Linked DNA regions of Mus musculus: regions 1, 2, 3, 4, 6 and 7 are each linked to region 5. The links are chromatin contacts, called in public HiCAR-type, HiChIP or PLAC-seq and promoter capture Hi-C maps. All regions are on one chromosome and are shown on one strand. The core of a region is the stretch at or near the end of the contact, and the rest is flanking DNA. Distances in the headings are between cores, read along the strand shown.

What was found. Promoter capture Hi-C pulls out the DNA fragments that hold promoters and counts their contacts. HiCAR-type assays count read pairs that join an accessible place to other places. HiChIP or PLAC-seq counts read pairs in DNA pulled down with a chosen protein or histone mark.
Region 1: a FOXA1 HiChIP or PLAC-seq map of pancreatic cancer cells shows a contact between it and region 5. The contact joins two enhancer-like sites. A contact is called at or near these places in 4 of 484 Hi-C or Micro-C datasets (the AML12 cell line, cortical neurons, embryonic fibroblasts and 1 more), 3 of 115 datasets of contacts at active chromatin or transcription factors (embryonic stem cells, fibro-adipogenic progenitors and pancreatic cancer cells) and 1 of 9 other capture datasets (liver).
Region 2: a contact with region 5 is called in a HiCAR-type map of fibro-adipogenic progenitors, with 10 times the contacts expected there. The contact joins two enhancer-like sites. A contact is called at or near these places in 1 of 39 promoter capture datasets (the C10 cell line), 2 of 15 datasets of contacts at CTCF or cohesin (the NIH/3T3 cell line and large pre-B cells), 10 of 484 Hi-C or Micro-C datasets (the 3T3-L1 cell line, CD4 T cells, the G1E-ER4 cell line and 6 more), 2 of 115 datasets of contacts at active chromatin or transcription factors (fibro-adipogenic progenitors and pancreatic cancer cells) and 3 of 9 other capture datasets (adipose tissue, liver and pancreatic islet).
Region 3: a FOXA1 HiChIP or PLAC-seq map of pancreatic cancer cells shows a contact between it and region 5. The contact joins two enhancer-like sites.
Region 4: a promoter capture Hi-C map of the 3T3-L1 cell line shows a contact between it and region 5, with 8 times the contacts expected there. The contact joins two enhancer-like sites. A contact is called at or near these places in 3 of 39 promoter capture datasets (the 3T3-L1 cell line and liver).
Region 6: an HNF4G HiChIP or PLAC-seq map of pancreatic cancer cells shows a contact between it and region 5. The contact joins two enhancer-like sites. A contact is called at or near these places in 1 of 15 datasets of contacts at CTCF or cohesin (the NIH/3T3 cell line), 2 of 484 Hi-C or Micro-C datasets (cerebellum and nephron progenitors), 3 of 115 datasets of contacts at active chromatin or transcription factors (embryonic stem cells, kidney and pancreatic cancer cells) and 3 of 9 other capture datasets (adipose tissue, embryonic stem cells and liver).
Region 7: a contact with region 5 is called in an HNF4G HiChIP or PLAC-seq map of pancreatic cancer cells. The contact joins two enhancer-like sites. A contact is called at or near these places in 1 of 484 Hi-C or Micro-C datasets (embryonic fibroblasts) and 1 of 115 datasets of contacts at active chromatin or transcription factors (pancreatic cancer cells).

Annotation. Positions count from the first base shown.
Region 1 is chr7:84,000,453-84,003,333 of GRCm38.p6, reverse strand. Cemip (cell migration inducing protein, hyaluronan binding) reads left to right here. Exons shown (of 29, transcript NM_030728.4): 2 at 1-22. All of the region lies in intron 2 of Gm30440 (a long non-coding RNA gene), which reads right to left. Among named protein-coding and RNA genes, the nearest start is that of Gm30440, 32 kb to the right of the region's middle. Within about 2 kb of position 1,598, at least 18 of the 459 cell types and tissues checked have an H3K27ac peak or open chromatin away from gene starts, as enhancers often do. A contact at or near this core is called in cortical neurons and pancreatic cancer cells, where this site is marked.
Region 2 is chr7:83,940,485-83,943,428 of GRCm38.p6, reverse strand. It overlaps Cemip (cell migration inducing protein, hyaluronan binding), which reads left to right. Exons shown (of 29, transcript NM_030728.4): 27 at 1,266-1,423. Among named protein-coding and RNA genes, the nearest start is that of Gm30440, 28 kb to the left of the region's middle. Within about 2 kb of position 1,573, at least 14 of the 459 cell types and tissues checked have an H3K27ac peak or open chromatin away from gene starts, as enhancers often do. A contact at or near this core is called in fibro-adipogenic progenitors, where this site is marked.
Region 3 is chr7:83,846,587-83,849,342 of GRCm38.p6, reverse strand. No RefSeq gene overlaps it. Among named protein-coding and RNA genes, the nearest start is that of Gm39043, 34 kb to the right of the region's middle. Within about 2 kb of position 1,457, at least 38 of the 459 cell types and tissues checked have an H3K27ac peak or open chromatin away from gene starts, as enhancers often do. A contact at or near this core is called in pancreatic cancer cells, where this site is marked.
Region 4 is chr7:84,778,280-84,780,979 of GRCm38.p6, reverse strand. No RefSeq gene overlaps it. Among named protein-coding and RNA genes, the nearest start is that of Olfr291, 74 kb to the left of the region's middle. Within about 2 kb of position 1,254, at least 282 of the 459 cell types and tissues checked have an H3K27ac peak or open chromatin away from gene starts, as enhancers often do.
Region 5 is chr7:84,270,963-84,274,011 of GRCm38.p6, reverse strand. The region is part of intron 12 of Arnt2 (aryl hydrocarbon receptor nuclear translocator 2); the gene reads left to right. Among named protein-coding and RNA genes, the nearest start is that of Gm26708, 39 kb to the right of the region's middle. Within about 2 kb of position 1,446, at least 80 of the 459 cell types and tissues checked have an H3K27ac peak or open chromatin away from gene starts, as enhancers often do. A contact at or near this core is called in cortical neurons, fibro-adipogenic progenitors and pancreatic cancer cells, where this site is marked.
Region 6 is chr7:83,981,375-83,984,231 of GRCm38.p6, reverse strand. Cemip (cell migration inducing protein, hyaluronan binding) reads left to right here. Exons shown (of 29, transcript NM_030728.4): 10 at 966-1,098; 11 at 1,849-2,040. All of the region lies in intron 2 of Gm30440 (a long non-coding RNA gene), which reads right to left. Among named protein-coding and RNA genes, the nearest start is that of Gm30440, 13 kb to the right of the region's middle. Within about 2 kb of position 1,566, at least 5 of the 459 cell types and tissues checked have an H3K27ac peak or open chromatin away from gene starts, as enhancers often do. A contact at or near this core is called in pancreatic cancer cells, where this site is marked.
Region 7 is chr7:84,746,753-84,749,452 of GRCm38.p6, reverse strand. The region is part of intron 2 of 2610206C17Rik (RIKEN cDNA 2610206C17 gene); the gene reads right to left. Among named protein-coding and RNA genes, the nearest start is that of Zfand6, 58 kb to the right of the region's middle. Within about 2 kb of position 1,377, at least 88 of the 459 cell types and tissues checked have an H3K27ac peak or open chromatin away from gene starts, as enhancers often do. A contact at or near this core is called in pancreatic cancer cells, where this site is marked.

The sequences.
Region 1 (2,881 bases), core at 349-2,848, 270 kb after region 5:
TTCTCAGGGGCCTCATCTGCAGGTGAGATGCCACAAAAGCTGGACCTCCATTTCAGCCAGGCTGCTGGGGGAGGGCGCTCACAGGGAGTCTCTCAGGTAGGGTCCTCACTGAACACCTTGGATTCTGGCAAGCCTCATCCTGCCCCAAGTTTTCTTAGGAAATGACAGGCTGGCCTAGAATCGTTCCAGGTTGAAAACTCAGTGTCTGCCTGGATTCCATTGCAAGCGAACCTAGTTGGAAAGGTACTATCGTCTCCATGGAGCCGAGACTTCCCTCATAGAGCACCCATCTCTCAATTCTGGAAATTGGAAAGGGGAGACATTGTTGTAAGATATTTTGAATTTTTAAAGGAGACCAGAAATGTGAATTTTTATTAAAAACCTTGATTTTAAATGTTAGCTGCTAATACAAAATTTAGAATCTGTCTGAAAGAGAGTCAGGAAGTGGAGAGGGAGAATTCAGCCTAGACATGGCTTTCTACCTCTGGTCTACTCAGTTTCAGAGCATCCCTCCCTACAGTGTGCCATCAAGTCAGGATCTGGGCCCATAAAACCCCTTTCGGCCTCAATACCCTCAGCAAGGATTAGATTGTGTTTTTCTTTTTTGTTGTTTAGTTTGGTTTATATATTAAGATAGGACCTCACAAGGTAGCCCTGACTGGGCTTAAACTCACAGATCAGCCCGTCTCTGCCACTGGAGTTCTGGGGATCAAAGGTATGCACCACCACACCCAGCTGTTTTCTGTTTGAGACAGTGTCTCTTTCAGTATGATCCAGGCTAGCTTCAAACTTGCAATCTTCCCTAAGGTTATAGGCCTGTGTTACAGCCCAGCACCCTACTTAGATCTATCTTACTATCTCAGTATGGTCAACTTTGCTTTAAGTGGTTTACTTATTTTATCTTGTGAGGTTTCTATCTTTCCTTTTACCTCGTGGTACCAAGCAAGTGATCTTTATGTGAATTTTACATTAAGGTTAGAAGCACAGGACACTTCACCCAGGCTCCAGGAAGCAACCACTGAATAACTGGAACCTTTGGCAGACACTAGAGGTACAGAGTACCAGTCTTAGAAACTGAGCAGGGGTTTGATAAGACCACCATGGATACCATTCATTGCTCATCATAAAATGCTATTATTACTCGAGTTTTATGCTCTTCCATGATAAAGGACCTCACATTGAATTACATTGTTTACCAGCCCACTGAGGGTAGGAAGCATTGTGTAGCATAGAATGCCTTCACTGTGATTTCATACAAAATCTCCTTAATTCTTGGGTGACATAGCAAGTAGGCAAAGTGTCAGTGTTTAGTGCAATGATTTATGACATTGCCTGAGTTCATTCATCTTCTCTTTCAATTAATAAACACAAATTGGGTATTGACTCCAGGCTAGGAACTGTATTTGGGTTTATTATTGGGGTGATTCAGCTTGGGGAGTATTCAGATACTTCCTGGGTGTTTCCTCCCACACCCCAGTTTGCATATAAACCCTTTGGAATGGAGGCTGTGCCTCTCCCTGATGCCCTTCAGTCTGTGCTCTTTGGGAGAGAAGTAGAAATTGCCTTTGTCATTCATGCTTTAAGTAGTCATTCCCTTATAGTCTGCTTCGCAGGCCCTCTGCCGTAGTCAAGGAAATCAGTGTGGTTGCCATGGTGATGTTTCAAAGATGGTACTGGAGATTTTCAGATGATTTACTGATTCATATGTATGAAAACCCACCTTCCACACTTCCACAAAGGAGGGCCCACCACATCCAGTAACAGAAGTACTGTCTTAGCCATAGGCTCAGAGTTTTTAGAGCGGGGCTCATGATCCTGATAGTGGACAAACCTGTAGTGTGAGGCCCACCATAGCCAAGCTGAGATGCGAAGTTGGCTGCAGAGTCATATGCCCAGACAGGGAAAGGACTCTGGGCTTGGCTTGGAAGTGAGACACACTAAGACCCGAAGCACTGTCCACTTAGTGGAACTGTTTCTTCCCAGGATGCACTCCGGGAGGCTACATTTGCTCTTCACACTCTGATAATCAGCTCCTTGAGACTGATTCCCACATCCAGGACCAGGTGAAAGGCTACTAGGAATTTGGGACTATCCTCTTTGGAGATAAGCTTAGGTGTGGAATTTAACACCCAGCTCTCAGAGCTGTTGCTTTGAGCACCAGCTTTGAGCATTCTATATCAAGGTGGGGAGCTGCCCAGCCTATGTAGAGGCTGGTAGCAGCTCTTCTCTTCAGCCAGCAGGGAAGTCTGCATCTGCTATGTTGTCATTACTTGAAACTTAGAATCTAAAATGGTGACTCATTGAAACCCCACAAATGTGGAGTTCTCATTGTAGTGACACTTAAAGTATGAATTCTCACCAACAGTGAGGCAAACAGAACCAAAGGTGTCTGCCGCACACATGGGAGAGAATGTGGGGGCTGGGCACCCACACAGTAAACTTGCGCTCAATAGAAGACTGAACAGTCTTTATCTGGTGCAGTTGAGTGTAGATAACAGCATGTCTCCCTCTAGGCTCTTCTTTAGATATCTAACTATGGCAATTATGGCTTTTTTTTGCATAACTGAAGAATGATCCAGTACCCCTTAGAGCTGCTATGCCTGCCATGACACTAACTGAATTGGAACTGGTTCTGGTCCCATGCTGTAGATGTGACTCCTGTGCCAACTTTACCTGTGGAATGTACTGATTCTAAGTCCCCTGCACTGTGACACTTGCTTCCACTCCTGATACCCCCCTTGGTCTCCCTACAGAACCCTTTCCCTTGTGGGCTCACCTAAGCCTCCCCTCCATCTCCCCACCTCCTCTGTGCTCCCTGTAAGTCTGATTTGTTCTTCACAATCTAATTGCTGAGAAAATGAAAATAGCCTCACATCAATTA
Region 2 (2,944 bases), core at 324-2,823, 330 kb after region 5:
GAGGCCTGATGTCACAGTTACTCTTCTATTGCTGTAACATTTATCACACAGTGTGAATATTATCACATTGATTCCTAGATGGGGAAATTATGTCAGAAAACCGAGTACATCACTGAGAGTAACAGAGCTGGAGTTTTTCTATCCCATCATGGATTCTAGCTCTCTTTTGTTCAAGCCATAACTTATTCGAATTATAACAAAACACCATAAGCAAGGAAGCTTATATGTGGATGTGTTTAATGTGGACCTTAAAGTTTCAGATGGCTTGAGTTCATGATGACAGAGAAAAGGTATAGTGGTAGGAACAGCTGGGAGCTTCCATCTTTATCTACAAGTAGGAGGCAGAGAGAGGCCCTGGGAATGGCAGACTCTTTTGAAACTTCAAAGCCTGACCCTAGTGACACACCTCCTCTAACTAGGCCACACCTCCTAATCCTCCCTAATCAGTTCCACCAACTGGGGACCCAGTGGTTCAAATATATGGGCCTATGGGGCCATTCTCATTCAAACCACCACACCTACACATATGGCAGAAGCTGTTGGCCTCATGGAGGACCAAGAAGAAATAAGAGAGGTAGGAAGTGGAGGCCAGGAATCACTTCCAAACACTGACTTCCTCCAGCTAGAGTTTACTTCCTAAAGGTTCCACACATGTCTAGAACATCATCACCGGGTAGGGAGAAAGCATTCAAAACTTGAGCCTGTGGGGACATGTCATATCAAACTGTAATAGGTGGTACTGTGATAAGCTGAATGGGTTAAACAAAAGAAAGTTATTCTCTTTCAGTTTGGGAAGCTAGAAAGCTTCCTCTAACTTCTAGTGGCCCTAATGGACCTTTGGATTAGAGTCACATCACTGACATCTCTGTCCCATCTTCATGAGGCCCTCTCTCCTTTGAGCCTATCTCCTACCTCTTACCTTTCTTCCTAAGAGGCCCCATCATTGGATTTAGGGCCTACCCCAAACATTCTAAATGATCCTTCCCTGAGATCACTGATGTATATGTCATTAAAACATCTTCAGAAACACTATTTCTAGATAAAATAAAATTCAGAGGTTCCTAGTGGGCACATCTTTTGGGAGGTTACTATTCAAACCTACAAAGAGCACAGTTGGAAGAGGTGTAAAGGGTTCTTATAAGTAGAGCAGCTGTGTAACCAAACTATGTCTTTAGTGTCTACATAGGAAGGATACCTACAGGAAGGAGAACCTGGGCCTCAGCTGCCCCAGGATCTCTCACTCCTCTGTTGCTTTGGCCTTGCAGGTGGATGGGAGGAGGTACCCTTGCTCAGAAGATGGCATCCAGATAGTGGTGATTGATGGGAGTCGAGGTCACGTGGTGAGCCACGGCAGCTTCAGAAATGCCATTCTGCAGGGCATACCCTGGCAGCTCTTCAACTACGTGGCAGCTATCCCTGACAAGTGAGTCTATGTCTCAGTTTCTGAACTGTCCAGTGACACAACAGATTCCTGGCTAGGGCCCAGTCCCTCATGCCCAACCCCTCATGATTCTTGCCAGTCAGTAGGATCTGTGCCTACAGATTGTGTGTGTCTACTGGGTGGAGAGAACTTCGTGTCTGTTGCTGCGCATGCTGGAGGCAGGTCTGCTGTGGATGTAGGTCAGGCTGAGGCAGAGCCGAATGCTGCCTCACTCCTTGGAAGGCTGCCTGACCCTCTTCTCCCATCATGGCGCACTCTCCCAGTGATCTCATCCCCACCCACACCTCCAATAGGATCCAAATGCTGGTGGCTTCTGAAGCTCCCCAGCCTGGATCTCTTTCCTAAACCCCAGACATTCATCTCCAATGGCTACTTCAAGGTTGCCACCTAGATGTCTTGAATGGAACTAAACTCTCATCCCTTTTATCTTTTGATCCTCCAGATCAGCCCTCCTTCTGTTTTCTCTAAATTGTCACCCATCCAGATGTTTGAACCAGAATCTGAACTTAATCTTTCACACACCCCCCCCATTCTAACATAGTCGAAAACAGTCCATTGCCCTCCCTCCTGGTCCCTCCCTGGTGTCTGCTCTGGCCCTGCTCTATCACTGTTGGTCAACCAACACCATAACCATAGGTTTCTGACAGGCTCTTTTCTTCCCTTCTCCCATATTGGAAGTTAATTTGAGTGTCTTAAATGCTAGGATTCTCTCCTCACTTCCTTCCCGCTGTTTCCTCCCCACTGATGTCTTTTCCTATCCATCCACCATTCTCCACTGTAACACTGCTTAAAATAGAAACAGAAGCCTTAAATGATGTCTTATCAAGGAATCAGGCTTCCTGATGTTGACTCCACAATAGACTTACTTATACATGTTCAGTCTCTCAACTACAATGTGGGTGTGGAAATCTCTCTGGAGCCACAAGCTAGTGGAAAGCTTGTGTGATTCATGTGGCACCTGTCACCCCTAGGTGCTTAGTAAATTGTTAATGAGTGGATACAAGGACCTTCAGGATGCACTCTTGGGGGTTGGGAGGGGCTGGGACTGACTGTGTGTGTGATTCTGGAGAATAGGTTTTGCTCGGTCACGTGCTGTATCTGTTCTTCCCACACTCAGCTATATTTGCATGTATGTGTGTGGAAGTAAATGTGTACATGTGTACAGGGGTATGTATGCATGCTGGTGGAAGCCAGAAGACAAACAACCCTGGGTGTCATTCTTCAGGCACTTGTTTTTTGAGAAAAGGTCTCTCAGTGGCCTGGAAGTCATCAAGGCTGGCCAGCCTCAGGATCTGATGCTTGTCTCCACTACCCTGTTGTTGAGATTACAAACACAGGTGCATCCACCATACCTGGCTTTATTTTACGTTCTGGATTCTGGGTATCAAACTTGGGTCCTTGTGTTTGCAAGACAATAACCCCTTAATGACTGAGTGAGGACCCCAGCCCCACACTCTAGCTCTCAAGTGAAGATTCAAACAGAAGACTCTGACTTTCTAAGTT
Region 3 (2,756 bases), core at 208-2,707, 420 kb after region 5:
GACGCCGACACAGGTATGACAGGATCTTGGTATGTGAGGCATTCTGCAATATCTTGGGCTTGGCCTGGAGAACATCCCAGATCTTTAAATTCCTTTCCAGGCCCCCAAAGCCAGCACTGTATGGAACACCTGGTCATATCTACAAGGTATGACAATGTTCCAAAGTTCTCACTGTAGAAGAAAACTTTAATAACGTTTGAAGTATGAGCAAAATAAGCTTATGAAGGATTTAAGAATGAAATTGTGCCGGGCAGTGGTGGCACATGCCTTTAATTCCAGCACTTGGGAGGCAGAGGTAGGCGGATCTATGAGTTCGAGGCCAGCCTTGTCTACAGAGTGAGTTCCAGGGCAGCCCGGGCTACACAGAGAAACCCTGTCTCGAAAAACAAAAACAAAAACAGAAACAGAAACAGAAACAGAAACAGAAAAGAAAGAGAGAGAGAGAAAGAGAGAGAGAGAGAGAAAAGAAAGAAAGAAAGAAAGAAAGAAAGAAAGAAAGAAAGAAAGAAAGAAAGAAAGACAGAAGAGGAATGAAATTGTTGCTGGCCATGATGTTGCATGCCTTCACACCCAACAATGAAGAGGCAGAGGCAGGTGGATCTCTGTGAGTTCCAAGTAGAGTTGGTCTACATAGCAAGTTCAAGGTCAACCATTAATATTCAGTGAGACACTGTCTTAAAGAGAAAATAAAAGAAAAAGAAAAGAAAGAAAGAGGGAAAGAGGACTCAATGATTTATATTTTATTTACATGTTGAAGTTGTTCGCTTAAAACAAATCTTTAAAATAAAATTGTATTTCATGTATCTGGGTGTCTTGCCTGCATGTATGTCTGTGTCTGTGCACTGCGTATGGGTAATACCTATGGAGGCCAGAGAAGGACATCAGATCCCCTAGAACTGGAGTTATGAATTGTTCTAAGTCACCATGCGAATGCTGGAAACCAAACTCGAGTCCCCTGGAAGAGCATCCAATGCTTTTAACAGCTGAGTCATCTTTCTAGCCTCTAGAATAAAACTTAAACTGGCCCCCTTGCAGATACCAAACGTTGACCAAATACCCAAACCAACCATTTAGTATATGACTGAAAATGCTCAAACATGAAACAAGTGGGCCTGGGGATTTAAACCAGATCTGAGTTCAACCCTGAATGCTGTGGCATATACCTATAACTCTAGCATGAGGGAGATGGAGACCAAAGGATCTCTGGGCCTTGTTAGGCAGCCAGTTCAGCTGAATTAATAGGCTACGGGTTCATTAAGGCCCTTTCTTGTATAAAAGCTCATGTTCTTTGTAAGTTTGCACAGTTTATTTCTTTATATTCAGAAATAGTTAGGGCTCGGTATTGCAATGAGTCTGTGTAAGGAAATGGCCTCCTGCCCTTCACCATTGAGGTATGCTGAGGGCTGTGTGTGGAGCCTGTGCAGACAGTGTTCAGTTCTGAGATGGGAGGAGGGGCAGGGAGTTGCTTATTAATCACTCCTCAGGACTTTGAACTTTACAACTCTGTAATTACTGCTAAGACTTTATATTTGGACTTTCTGTTTCATTGGCGTGTGTTTCCTTTCTGTTTGTTTTATGACTGAGTTTGTCTGGAAGTTTGTTTTAAGAGCCCTGAAGGCCAAGTTTGTTTATTACTATGCCTGCTAGGTGTGTAGTTTTTTGTAAATGTGACCCCAAAGGGCTATGAATCCCAATGGCCTAATCTCAGTCAGGCCTGAACCCTTCTTTACTTGTTCCCCAAAAGCTCTTCAGAGCAAATCCTAGGTATGAGTTAAGGGGTTTCTTGGGCTTGGAAAGGCAGCTTCAGTAGAGGAAATGGAACCAATTAGCTTAAGGCTGAGCAGAGGCAAAAGAGAAAGAGGAGGTAAGGACCCTGGGGAGGAGGGAAAGGAGGAGGGAAGGGAGGAGGACTGAAGTAGAAGGGTAGTCACAGGGCATTAGTCTCTCCTTTTTTCTCTCCCCGCTTCCTCTCCCTTCCCCCACCCACTTCTTCCCGTGCCCCTCCTGCTCTCTCTGTGTGTATATATGTGTGCATGTGTCTCCCTCCAGCCACATTTACAGTTTCCTCTACTTCCTGCCCATTTTCTTCCTTGCTTTGAAGCGTCAGCAACCCAGACTTGGTGGACAGAGGCATCTGTCCAGGAGTGAAATAATGGATGGTCCTTGTCCTACCAGTTATGCCTCCTGGCCTATCTCCCTAGATGAAGCTTACTGGAGGCCCTGGGACCTGGGGGCTTCCTCCTCTTTGTGCATAACTGGAAGAGGACCGTTCAATCTGAAACACAGTCATTTTCCTTCCCTAGCTAGACTTGACAATTGGGCAGCACAAAGAGAACTCAAGAGAGAGGGAGGGATCTGCTGCTCCTTTGAAAAGATGCACTCAGCCACAGAATGCCCAGCTGCTGCCCAACGAGGGCAGGGAATCCTGGTAAGCCAGACCAGGGCTTTCGTAAATGCCAGGCCCTTCATTAGTTGTATGTGATACATGTGATAAATGTTAGCCTGTTAAAAGCTCTGAGATGATTTATAATAAAACTACATTCAATATCACCTAAGTTTAACAGAGGAATTAAAAAAATACCTATTAACATCTCATGGGGGTCTTCATATTTTGTGAAACCCAGGTTGAATAGTGTAGCTCTGAAATGTTTTTTGAGACAAGGTCTCACTCTGCAGCTTTGTCTGACTTGGAACTCACAATGAAGACTAGGCTAGCTTCAATCTCATTGAGACCTACTGAGGCACCTCCCACCTTG
Region 4 (2,700 bases), core at 5-2,504, 510 kb before region 5:
ATAAGAAGTTGAGGCAACAGAAGGACCAGAAAGTGTAGAAGGGAGGGCAGAGCTACTAGCCAATCTTAGTCACATCACCAAAATGAAAGGACCTCCAAGTCTACACAAAACACACCCATACACCAAACCCTTACTCCAAAGGAGATTTATTTACCCTAGAAGGATCAGTGGGCTGCTCTGCACCCCACAAAGACAGCAGCAGGAAGCACTGCAGGAATGGTTTTTTAAGAAGAAAGGGGGGAGGGAGTTTATGCTAAGATGAGTTGTGTACTATGTGAACTGAGATTTAATATTAAGAGTAGAATAAAAAAAAAAACTGTGTTTACTTCATCCAGGGTTGCCAAGGAAAGCAGAAATATCTTCCAAATAGCTGCCATTAAAACCTCTATACATTGTCAATTTATTGCAATAGTAATATTAATAATAAACTCTGACGTAGAAAAACACAAACATGTCCAATCATGTTTCTGACATAGTAAACCCAGACAATAGAGCTGCTATTCCAGGATGCCTGGGGCCCTAGTTTCCCATCCCTGGCAAAACAAAAACAGAAAACAAAAAGAAACAAAAGCAAAACAGAAAAGCAATCTGCTCCTTTCAGGGACTATAAGGATAACCCTGAATGCTAACTTAGCCAGTACAGGAAGAAAAAAAAAAAAAAAAAACGTTCATCCTACCTCTCTTTCCACAACTCTAACTCTCACCATGGGTTTGCAAGGGTAATTTTATCTATTATTATCTTGATAAGGAAACAGGTTCAGAATTAACCAGTACAAAGATGAAGCTAATGCAAAAGCAGAGAAGCCAGATTAAATCCAGATGTGTCTTCCAAGGCTCCATCACTCTGCTTTCCTTTGAAAACATCACTTGTTTCCCTCGTGTAAACTCACCTGATCATATTCCTTTAGAAAATGTTCCAGCTCTCCCATCTAGGTTGCCACATACATACATACATACATACATACATACATAGGTACATGGCTGTTGTTTTTGTATTCTTCGTCTTCACGATTTTCTCTTGCTTTATAGGGAAGATATCATCTTTTTTCATCCCTCGGGTACTACTAGATGTTGAATAATAAGTAACCTACATTTACCGTGCTCTATCTAAAACACTGACAAAGTCTTCCTCTTAATGGGACAAGGGTTTCATTCTGGAAAACAAAATCCACTACCAGACAGGCCAATGCTCTCAGAGGAGCTAACTACAAGTTTGTGCGCCCCCAAGTGGCCAGAGCGACCATCGGATCAAAAGCGCGCTCCCAAAATGACTACGCGTTATAAAAGAAGACTTGAGTCTCACTGTGGACGTGAGCAACACGGGAGGACCCGGCCCCACCGGATGACACGTACCCACCTGAGAGGCCGGGTGCGCGCCGGAACTGCGCCTGCGCAGATTAAGAAAAAGAAAGAAAGAAAGAGAAAAAAACGTGTGTATTGGACTTTCAAAACCGTAGTTTCTGTGATGCGAGGTACACAGGGCTTATACAATCGCCTCAGAATTTGGGACCTCCAGCCATGGGGGCTGCAGATGCTGCCTCATCTATACCCATCGCTCAGCGTCCTTCGATTCTGAAAGAACTGAGATCACAGGGGCCAACGCTATCCAGCCTCGCCTGCGGCACACGCTGTCTCCAGCAGGGGGCGATGAGGTGTCTGGTGCTGCCCACTGCTAGTGGTGCTGCAGCCCAGGTTCCTGTTGTTGGCTCCTTGAGGACTGCTAGATTGAGGTGGCAAGATAGAAAAAGACCTGCTGCCCCCAGGTACTAATTCCTATAGGTTAAAGAACAAAAGACTCCCTCGACCTACAAGGCATCTTCCTCCATTTGAGTGGGTACCTTGGCTGGTGAACCACATGGACCACATACAGAAATAGGCCCTGCCTAGAGGACGTTGTTCTCTTACCTCTGGAGAATTTAGAATTCAGAGAGAGTCATCCTGATCTTTATTGTCACAGAGTTCGGCAGTCATGTCACTGTAGAATAACTCGAACTTGGTTCTCCTGTAGGAAGTCTTCACAGAAAGCTTATTGGAAAGTGGAGAGAGACCCTGGGGTACTTCTGTGTTGGGAGAGTCTGGTAACAACACTGTCGCACATATAGAGAAGAGCACTACAGTTACCCTATATGAACAACCAGGAAATCCAGTGGATTAAGAGTTCATTTTCAGCCTATAAAGGTCTTAAATCTTTTAAATAACAAGCTGGATTCTAAAATTTTACAAGGTAATGTGAAAGTTTGGTAGACCCATGTTAACAGTGAGTTCATATGAGAATTCAAGCATTTCAAACTTTTTAAAAAAAAAGCATTGAAAATAAAGATCACAGGTGGAGATTATGGCTTCCAGATATTAAGTCAGACTGTAAAGCCTGATTTATAAGGCAGTGCTGATGCTGTAATACTCAAAGGGACTGTGGACTAACGGAAAGGCAGAAAATAGATCTAAAGCCATCTCAAACCACTGGGACATTCTTTTTTTTTAATAAATAAGTGTTGAAACAACATTCATAAGGAAAAAAACCTAAATTAATTAGAGATATAGTGTAAAAACTGACTCTATAAGTTCCAAAGAAAATAAGACAATAACCTTATTGAGAAAATCTTTTCTCAGAAGCATAGGTAGTGAAGCAAAAGGTAGATAGCTTTGCTAACAAAATACTTTAAACTGTCACAGCAAAAAACAAAATGATATCTAACAAGC
Region 5 (3,049 bases), core at 197-2,696:
TTCCATTTTTCCTTGTCAGTCCCACAATGTGGAGGAGGGGTGCTCTTTACCCAGGGACCAAAGACATGCCCATGAGTGACACACCCATATCTGATGCTAGGTCTGATGAAAATAAGGAAGATTGGGAAATGAGAGTAGAGCCAGATGCACGGGGCTAGGTAGGCCCTGGCTGCTGCTGTGTTCAAGGTATAGAGGGTGCTGAGCAGGCTTCTCAGGTGCCAGGCTCTTGCCAGAAGAAGACAATGCTAGCTAGCCTAACCTTCTTAGCACCTGTGCAAACCAGATCTCTACCCCTAGGCTTATCTCTCCCAATATGGCCTCACACCTGCCAATTCAGGCTGCCTAGCCAAGAAGTCACGGAAATAGAAAAACAAGCCAACTATTCAGAGTCCTGGACACTATTCTGGAATCTTCCCCCTTTGGATCCTAGGGAAAACTACTTCCTCTCTGGATCCTGCCTCCTTCTCTGCCCCTATCCCTCTTTGTTCCTTCTCAGTATGTGGTTGTGTACACAGGCCTGTGCTCAGCAAGGGCTCTGAGGCCGCTGGATTCCTGTGAGTGAGGCTGTTCTTGAGGGTGTAACTTAAGCTTCACTGTCAACCTTCCTAAATCTCCCTGTCACTAACTCCTCCCTATTGATGAACTACTTCTATAGCACGTCCAAGCCACCCTATCTACAGTAACAGTGCCCTGGCTGGGCACCCAGCAGCTTTGTAGATTTGGATGGGCAGAGCTGACTGAGGAGCCTTGTTGCGGATGGTTGGGGGCTTTTAAATCTTTCACCGTTGTTCTTTTCCAGTCTTCATTTACCTTCTGCCATCAGAGTCACATGTCTGGTCACAGCTAATGAAGCTGATGTCCCCTGTCCACCATGACTGGACATGGCCTAGGCCAGGCAAGATGCTTGCATTACTGTTCTTGCTTTAAGAGGGGACCCAGTCCCAGAAGCCCAAGGCTTGAGCTTCAAAACCATGAAAGCATGGGTAGAAGTAGGCAGGTGACAGTGGACAGATACAGAGGAAGAAGAAGACAAGACAGGACCCCCCCCCCAGAGCCTAGGGAACACCCCCAGGAGGCAGCCCTGACAAGGGGGAGGCATAGAAGCAAAGTCACCCTCCTCTGCAAGCCAGCCAGGCTGACTGGGTTGGCTTTCTGAAAGCCAGACAGTGATGAGACAGAAAAGCATTTTGTTCAGAGGTGGGCTATTCTGCTGTCTCAGGTCAGTCGTTCTCAGCATCTCCTGGAAGTTGTGTGAATCAGAAAGCCCCTGGGGCACCTGCAGCAGCGGCAGTAGCAACACATGTCAGTTTTCTAAACCAGGTGTTCAGTGGCAAGGATGAAAAGCTTGCTCTGGACGGTAGAGGGCGGTGCTGACCAAGCATGTGAGCAGACAAGAGCATTCTTGAGTTTTGTCAGCTAGGCCAGCAGTAGGCCAGCTAGTTAGGAAAGCTCCTCCCATGCCCTGTGCTTGGGGGGAGGAGTGAGGAGTTGCTTGCTCGGTAGCCTTCAGCTAAGAGCATCCAAAAGCAACTTCCTGAAGGAGTTAAGCAAGCATTGGGTGTTTAGCATTTGTGCTAAACTGCTGAAAAGGCTCTTTGTCACCTCTGACTTCTTCCTGTTCCTTCCACACAGATGGAAGCCCAGAAAAACAGACTGATGCAACACACAGGGTGCACTTCACTGAGGAGGTCAGGTCTTGGTGTTTGGGATTTGATACTCTGAGAAACCAGTCATGTCCGTCTTTCCACATTCGCCCATCCTAGCTCCTGGACATTCACTTCCCATCTCTCTTCTGGAGAGTGACATGCAATTATCCTTAGGCCAAGCCTCTGCTATTAAAATAGCACTAGTCTGAGGTTGTCTCGGGTTCTCATGACACAAGCTCCTGATGTGTGCATACAGCCATAGCTACATGTGTGCACTCATATGTATGTGCATGGAGGGCTAAAGATGCATGTGTCCCTGTGATGGTAGGTGTATGTGTGCATACATGTATGCACGTGTACATGCATACACATATGTGTGAGTACAAACATGGATTCTTAAAGCCCAACTGGTCAATGATCACATATACCCCATGGTCGTTAGTAGGAGTTACCTGCTTGATAGTAGGTGGAAAGTGAAGAGAAGGGGTGGATGCAAAAGGAGGCAGAAGGTTGTACAGCCAGGAGGCAGCAGCCTTCAGTGAGGGCTGGACACAAAGAAACCATTCTGTTCTGTCTTTTTGAGAGCCAGGCAGCAACTTCCAGTCAAGATGAGACGAGACCCCTCCAATGACGGGCTCCAAACCCAGGGAGCCTCTTAGTCCTTTCTTTTCCTGCCCCTCAGAGGAGAACCAGAACTGAAGGTTATGCCCAGAACTCTAGCACGCTTCCCCCTCTGCCCCGGTGGAGGTCCTGGTGTAATGTGACTTAAACAGTTAATAACTAATGCTTGAAATTAATACACCAACAGTTACTTTTTAACCAGCTATTACCCAAATAAAGAACACAGAGACCTTTAGAATGATAATAAGCCTTAAAGCACCGGAGCTGGGCAGATATCAACCCTCTAAGCTATTTTGTCTGTTCATGCCTTGAATCCCAATATATTGCTTGCCATATGCTTCATTTGCACTGTTCTTGCTTCATCGGGCTAGCCCTCATAGCCACATGCTCATGGTCCATATTAGCCCATGGTAAGACTTCCTTCTTCCTCCTCTCCTTGGTCTCCCTTATAGTCCCTACCTGAGACCCCCCCCCCCCCCGCCCCAAGCTCAGGAACCTTTGTCCTGCCTACCTCTCTTCTACCCAGCTACAGGCTGTCAGCAACTTTGATTAACCAATCAGAGATAATTTGGGTGCAAGACTTTCGAGACAAAAGCTGATGTACATAAAAAATTAATTCATCTTGGGGCAACAGAATTTACTGGCGTATGGAATTTAGCACTTGAATGCATAGCAGCACCAGACCAACCCCCAACATTTTGGTGACCTCTCAGGTGATGGTCACTTTCTTCCAGCCACTATTGAATCAACTTACAAGGCCAAAGAGATTTCTCTGAACATGA
Region 6 (2,857 bases), core at 317-2,816, 290 kb after region 5:
CAAACTTTGCTATCAATTAGAATCACCTGGGCAGTTTTTAAAGTCCAGATGCTTAGGTCACAACCTAAATACACCAGATCTTAGCCTTTGAGGGTAGTGTTTGGTTGGAACCACTGCCCACCTTTGCACAAGCTGCTAAACCCCATCTGCTCTTCTCCCCTCAAACCCATCCATACAGAGAAAACTCTGGCCTAACATGGTATCACTCTTCCATGTTTCCAGACACCCACCTGAGGGTGCTCATCCAGAGGCTCAGGTTTTAGCAGATAAGGGCACAGTCACAGCTCCTATTAGACACATCATCTCTCCTCACCTAAATTCTGTAAAGCCCCTTGCTTTAGAGGCAATGCTCAAGTTCACTTACCTGCTCCTTTGAGATCAGTGAACCCACAGGAGCGCTACCTCCCAACAAATCTGACTATATATTCTTGTTTGGGCTGAACTGGTTTGTTGTGTCATTAGAGAAACCTATTTGGTAGAGTGTAGGCATATAGAATTTTGAGATTCCTGGTGTTATACAGAAACCCATTTGGGCACCTGTGGGTTGTATAGAGTCATTCCCTGGTAAATAAAAGCTAGCTCTTTACATAGTCTGAGGGTGGCGAGATGGTCATAAGAAGAGACATATCAGGGTCCTAAGAAAGCCTGTGTATGGTGGATGCTCTGTAAATGTGCGCACAATGATGAGCAATAAGTAGGACTCAGGACTCCTGCTAGATCACAAACCTTCTAGCTGACTCTCTCCCAGAAATCAGGCCTCACCACATCCATTCCCGAGACTTAACACTGACTTTCTTATAACAAAACTCACAAAGACTATTGGGATAAGGGTCCTGGGCTGTTGTAAATAAGTTTCACAGTGGGGACAATTTTAGACTTGTAAATATAAGTTGGGGACATTAATCAGCACTTTCCCTCTTCATAAAAAAAGCATCCTTGCTCTGTAATTTCCATTCTGTTCTCAGGCCACAACAATGGATGGAGTCGCCCTCAGCACTGAGGTTGTCTACAAAAATGGCCAAGATTACAGGTTTGCTTGCTACACCCGGGGCAGAGCCTGCCGAAGCTATCGAGTGCGATTCTTATGTGGAAAACCCGGTATGCAAGCAAATCCTAGCTCCTTATTGGGTTAGAACTGCAACTGAGCTCTGATTCCCGACCGGATCCCTGATCTGGCTTCTATGCACTGTGAAATGGGATGTCTGGGTCTGCCATGTTGAGTATCATAGTGTCACAATCACCCACACTGAGTGCAGAAGCAGCCAGATGGTCCCAGGCATTGGAAGCAGATAGCAAATCTCTGGCCTGTCGTAAGCCTTTCTAGAAGGGGCGGGCTTGGTCCAAGAATGCAGTGTGCTGATGGGCAGGGTTGACACAGTCTCTCTGCCTCTTCTGGTGCTGTTGTTTCAAACCCAGTTCCCCAGGCAGTGCTCATTAGACAGGACTGGAAATGGCTGGCTTGTTCTGGAATCAGCATCTCCAGAAAGCAGTCATTGGACTTGGGGGTGGGACTTATGGCTACTGTAAATAATAGTGGAGAGGAACTATATTTGTTTTACATCTTGGGCAAAGTGGGTGTGGTGAGGCAACACACTGAAAACTAGCTTAGAAGTCAGTGGAAAATTCCTCTGCCCAGAGCTAATGAATGGGTCTTTTTTGGTTGGGTTTTTGTTGACTTCAAAAACCTGTAAGTACTGAGACTGGGATGAGAGAGAGTCTGGTGATTCGGGTTTTGGAAGGGCACACCTGGCATTTACTGATTTCCAGAGGGGAGGGGAAGAGGTGGGCAGCCACATGTTTGCTGAAGGCAAAGGGCTGTGTCTTAGTCCTTCCTGTTTTGGGTTACAGTGAGGCCCAAGCTCACGGTTAGCATCGACACCAACGTAAACAGCACCATCCTGAGTCTGGTGGACAATGTGCGGTCATGGAGGCCTGGAGACACCCTGGTTGTTGCCAGCACTGACTATTCGATGTACCAGGCAGAAGAGTTCCGGGTGCTCCCCTGCAAAGCTTGCACCTCTACACAGGTCAAGGTGGCAGGTAGGTATCTCCTCATTTCAGGCTGCAGGAATCTGAACACTGGTAGACTTCAAGTGAAAGATTGGAATCTGTGAGCTATTCTCAGAGTCCTACAAATCAAACAAAATGCTGAGATACTCAATATAAGCACTGGCTCCTTACTGATGCATCAATACATTGTCCAAGCAGGCAGCCTAACTGATATTTGAAATAACTTCACTTAAGAAGAAAGACTCATGGGTTTGGAAGCCTCAGTTCTAGGTTTGTTAGCCCTGTTGTTTAGGGCAAGAGCTAGTGATGGAGGAAGTTGCTTATCTCATGGCATCCAGAAATCAAAGAAAGGAGGATGCTAGAGTCCCAGCACAATAATTATAAAAGAGATGTGTAATGAGCTGGGCAGAGGGAGGAGGGATTCTACTCTGTTGGAGTGGGCGTGGTTCTTTCCCTGAGGAATTCATGATTAAGTGGGAAGCTGGGAGAAGATGACAGAGTGGTCAGGAAAGAGAAGTAGTGCTGGAAGGGAAGGCATGTGGACACAGCACCTGAGCAGGGGTGGGTCAGCCATGAGGAGGACAGGTAGACTACAGGGCAGACCACGAGAGCGCCTAGGATCACAGAAGGGAGAAGAGGTTGCAAGACAACCAGGGGCTTTGCTTGAGTGCACAGGAAGCTACTGAACTCCATGGATCTGTTGGGTGTTCCTAGCAAGGAAGGATTTCCCATGTCTGCATCTGTAGGAGGATACTTAGGTTATCATCACAGTGCATGGTAGAAGGCCTCCTGGGATGTCAGTGGCCCCTTTGGCAGATCATTTGAGCTCATGTCACTCCTTGTGCCT
Region 7 (2,700 bases), core at 128-2,627, 480 kb before region 5:
GGAGTGGGGAAGAGTGAGAGAGGGAGGGAGAATGGGAAATGAACATGAAAAGAATCTGTCTGCCCGCAGTAACCAGTGGTCCGTGAATGGGGAACCTCAGAAGTAAGTAGGTGAGAGACACAATGGCTCTGGTAAGAAACACTAGAGAGACATGTTAAATGCCAGATAGCCAAGGATCCTGCGGCTTGAGATGCATTCTTTCCAGGGAGCCAAGGCAGTAGGGCCGGAACATTGGCAAGGTGTGGGCTGGAGGTAGGGAGTCATGAATCTTTTTATGGCCCTGCAGTCTTGGAAGAGGTTGAACTCAGTCCTGAAGGGTGGGGGTAAAAGATAGTAAGTAGATGGGCATTGGACAGTCCTAACCCAAATCCTAGATTTTGACTTTAAGCTTCTAACAGTGGACCCTGCAATACCATGAAGAAGTGCCAAGGACTTCTTATAAAAGCCAGGTGCAGATATAACCCAAGCTTGTAAGGGTACTAAGACATTCCACTAAACCCTAGAGGGTCCCCACGCAACTTGTTTTGTCATGCCTGTGAATGAGCCAGTGTATAAAAAGCTGAATAGTAGTTTTCTTTTCCCGTGTTCTACTCCACATCTGAACATCTTGATATCTTCCCTTAGAGGCCTGGAACTTTCTGGATGCCAAAGCAAAAGAGAGTTCCCTGTTTGAGCACACACCAGGATGACACTAGGAACCAGTCAAATAATAAGTGGATAATCATCAAAAGCAATTTTGTCATTATGGGAAGTTTTCAGGGTTTTTGGTTTTTGACAGATTATCAATTAAATATAACAAAACTTCCATTCTTGTTTCCTTATTTAGTTTTTTAAAAAAATCTCACTGCTGATCATAAAAAACAGAATGAGAATTTATGCTAAACCCTAGCAAAAAAATTAAAAACTTTACCCATGGACATATAAGTAAATAAAATATTAATAATGTTTACTGTTCCACCTATCTCATTCAGAGATGTATTTCCAATAAATATGCATTTTATAGTAGAGATATGCTAAGAATAATTGTAATGAATCAAAAATTTTTTATTGTGATTGTGTGTGTGTGTGTGTGTGTGTACAAGTGTACACATATGAGTACCACAGTGCACACATGGAGGTGAGGGTATAAACTGTGGGAGTTAGTTCTCTCCTTCCACCTTTATGTGAATTCTGAGAACAGAGCTCAGATCATCAGGCTTATACTGCAAGAGGTTTTACCTGCTGAGCCTTTGTTCTGGCCCCCAAAGAAATGTTTACCTTAGTGAGTTATTGTAGGAAATGCAGATAGATGCCAGGTATTTCAAGGATTTACTTGTGAGCCCACATCCTCAGAGTGTCAGACCAAACCTCAGGGTGACTCAGACTTGGTGTGACTGGTCAGGGGAAGATGGCAAGGGAAGCAGTGCCAGAGTTCTGAGAAGCCAGCTGCTTGTTTACACTGGACAGAAGCAGCGTGATCCCTGAACTGAATCAGTTATCTTAAGGCAGACAGTCTGCATACAGCAGGTTTTCCCAACTTCCCTGTTCCACCCCAACCTGCCTGCCTCAGGACAGAGAGCAGAGGCTCAGAGCATCAGTGAGTCAGCCCCAGGCACAGGACAGGAGCTATGGTGTTCTCGCCCCCCAGGATGGATTGCCTCTTTCTCCTTATGCCTCCACATTATTGAGGACAGGACTACTACCCTAAACAGATTGTTGTCTTCATTTTGACTCTTCATGGCCTGACAGTTGAGAGTATGGGCTTCTGACTTTTTCCAGTTCCTCTTCCTGCCCTCGGCTTCTCATCCTTAGCCTTTTTACTTCACTTTTCATACTATTCACTCTCCACAGGTAATAGATGAGCCCTTAGTTCAGTCGCTGTTTGGCTTGGGTGGGGTGGGGTGGGGCTCCCTAATCTACAACACTAGGCGAGATCTAGAACCAGGACTATCCATGGGTTCTGTATAGCAACCAACCTACCCTCTGCTGGGATATTACTATGGTTGAGTTTCACATATAGTATTGTGGTAATAATGGGGAAGCCTTGGTGTGTTCAGGACTGTGGGTCTTAGAAAATAAGAAGTTAGGCTTTGTCTAATTAGTTGGCAACATCTACTCTCAAGAGTACTTTTTGTCTGGTTTTTTGGTCTCTTGAAACATCATCTCCTATAGCCTAGCCTAGCCTTGCACTGACTATGCAACTGACAATATCCTTAAACTTCTGCTGCCCCGGCTTCCCCAGGGATGACATACACAGCACAAGATTAGTTTTGATCATTTAAAAGTTTTACTTCCTTTATAAATTCATTATAAATTAGTGTTTGTCCATCTGGCTTTTGCCTCTGTCAAATAATCACTTTGCTAAGTCACCGCCACTGTTGTAGAAAGACCCATGTCTTAGAAACAATGCATCTTCTTATGGGCTTTTTAAGACAGGGTCTTGAGTAGCCCAGCCTGGCTACTTGCTGTATCCCTGAGAATGACCTTGAACTGATCCTGCCATCACCTCTACTTCCTGAGTTCTAAACTTACAGGAATGTACTACCAGTTTCATGAAGTCCTGGGGACCACATCTGGGGCTTTGAGACTGGTGGGTGTATCTTTCTGACTTCTACATTCTCAGTCAGCATCGTTTTTTTCCCCCTGTACTTTGTATGGTTTGTTTGTTTGTTTGTTTGTTTTTTCTGTACTACTATAGAGATATGAGCCTTTTTTCTGGGG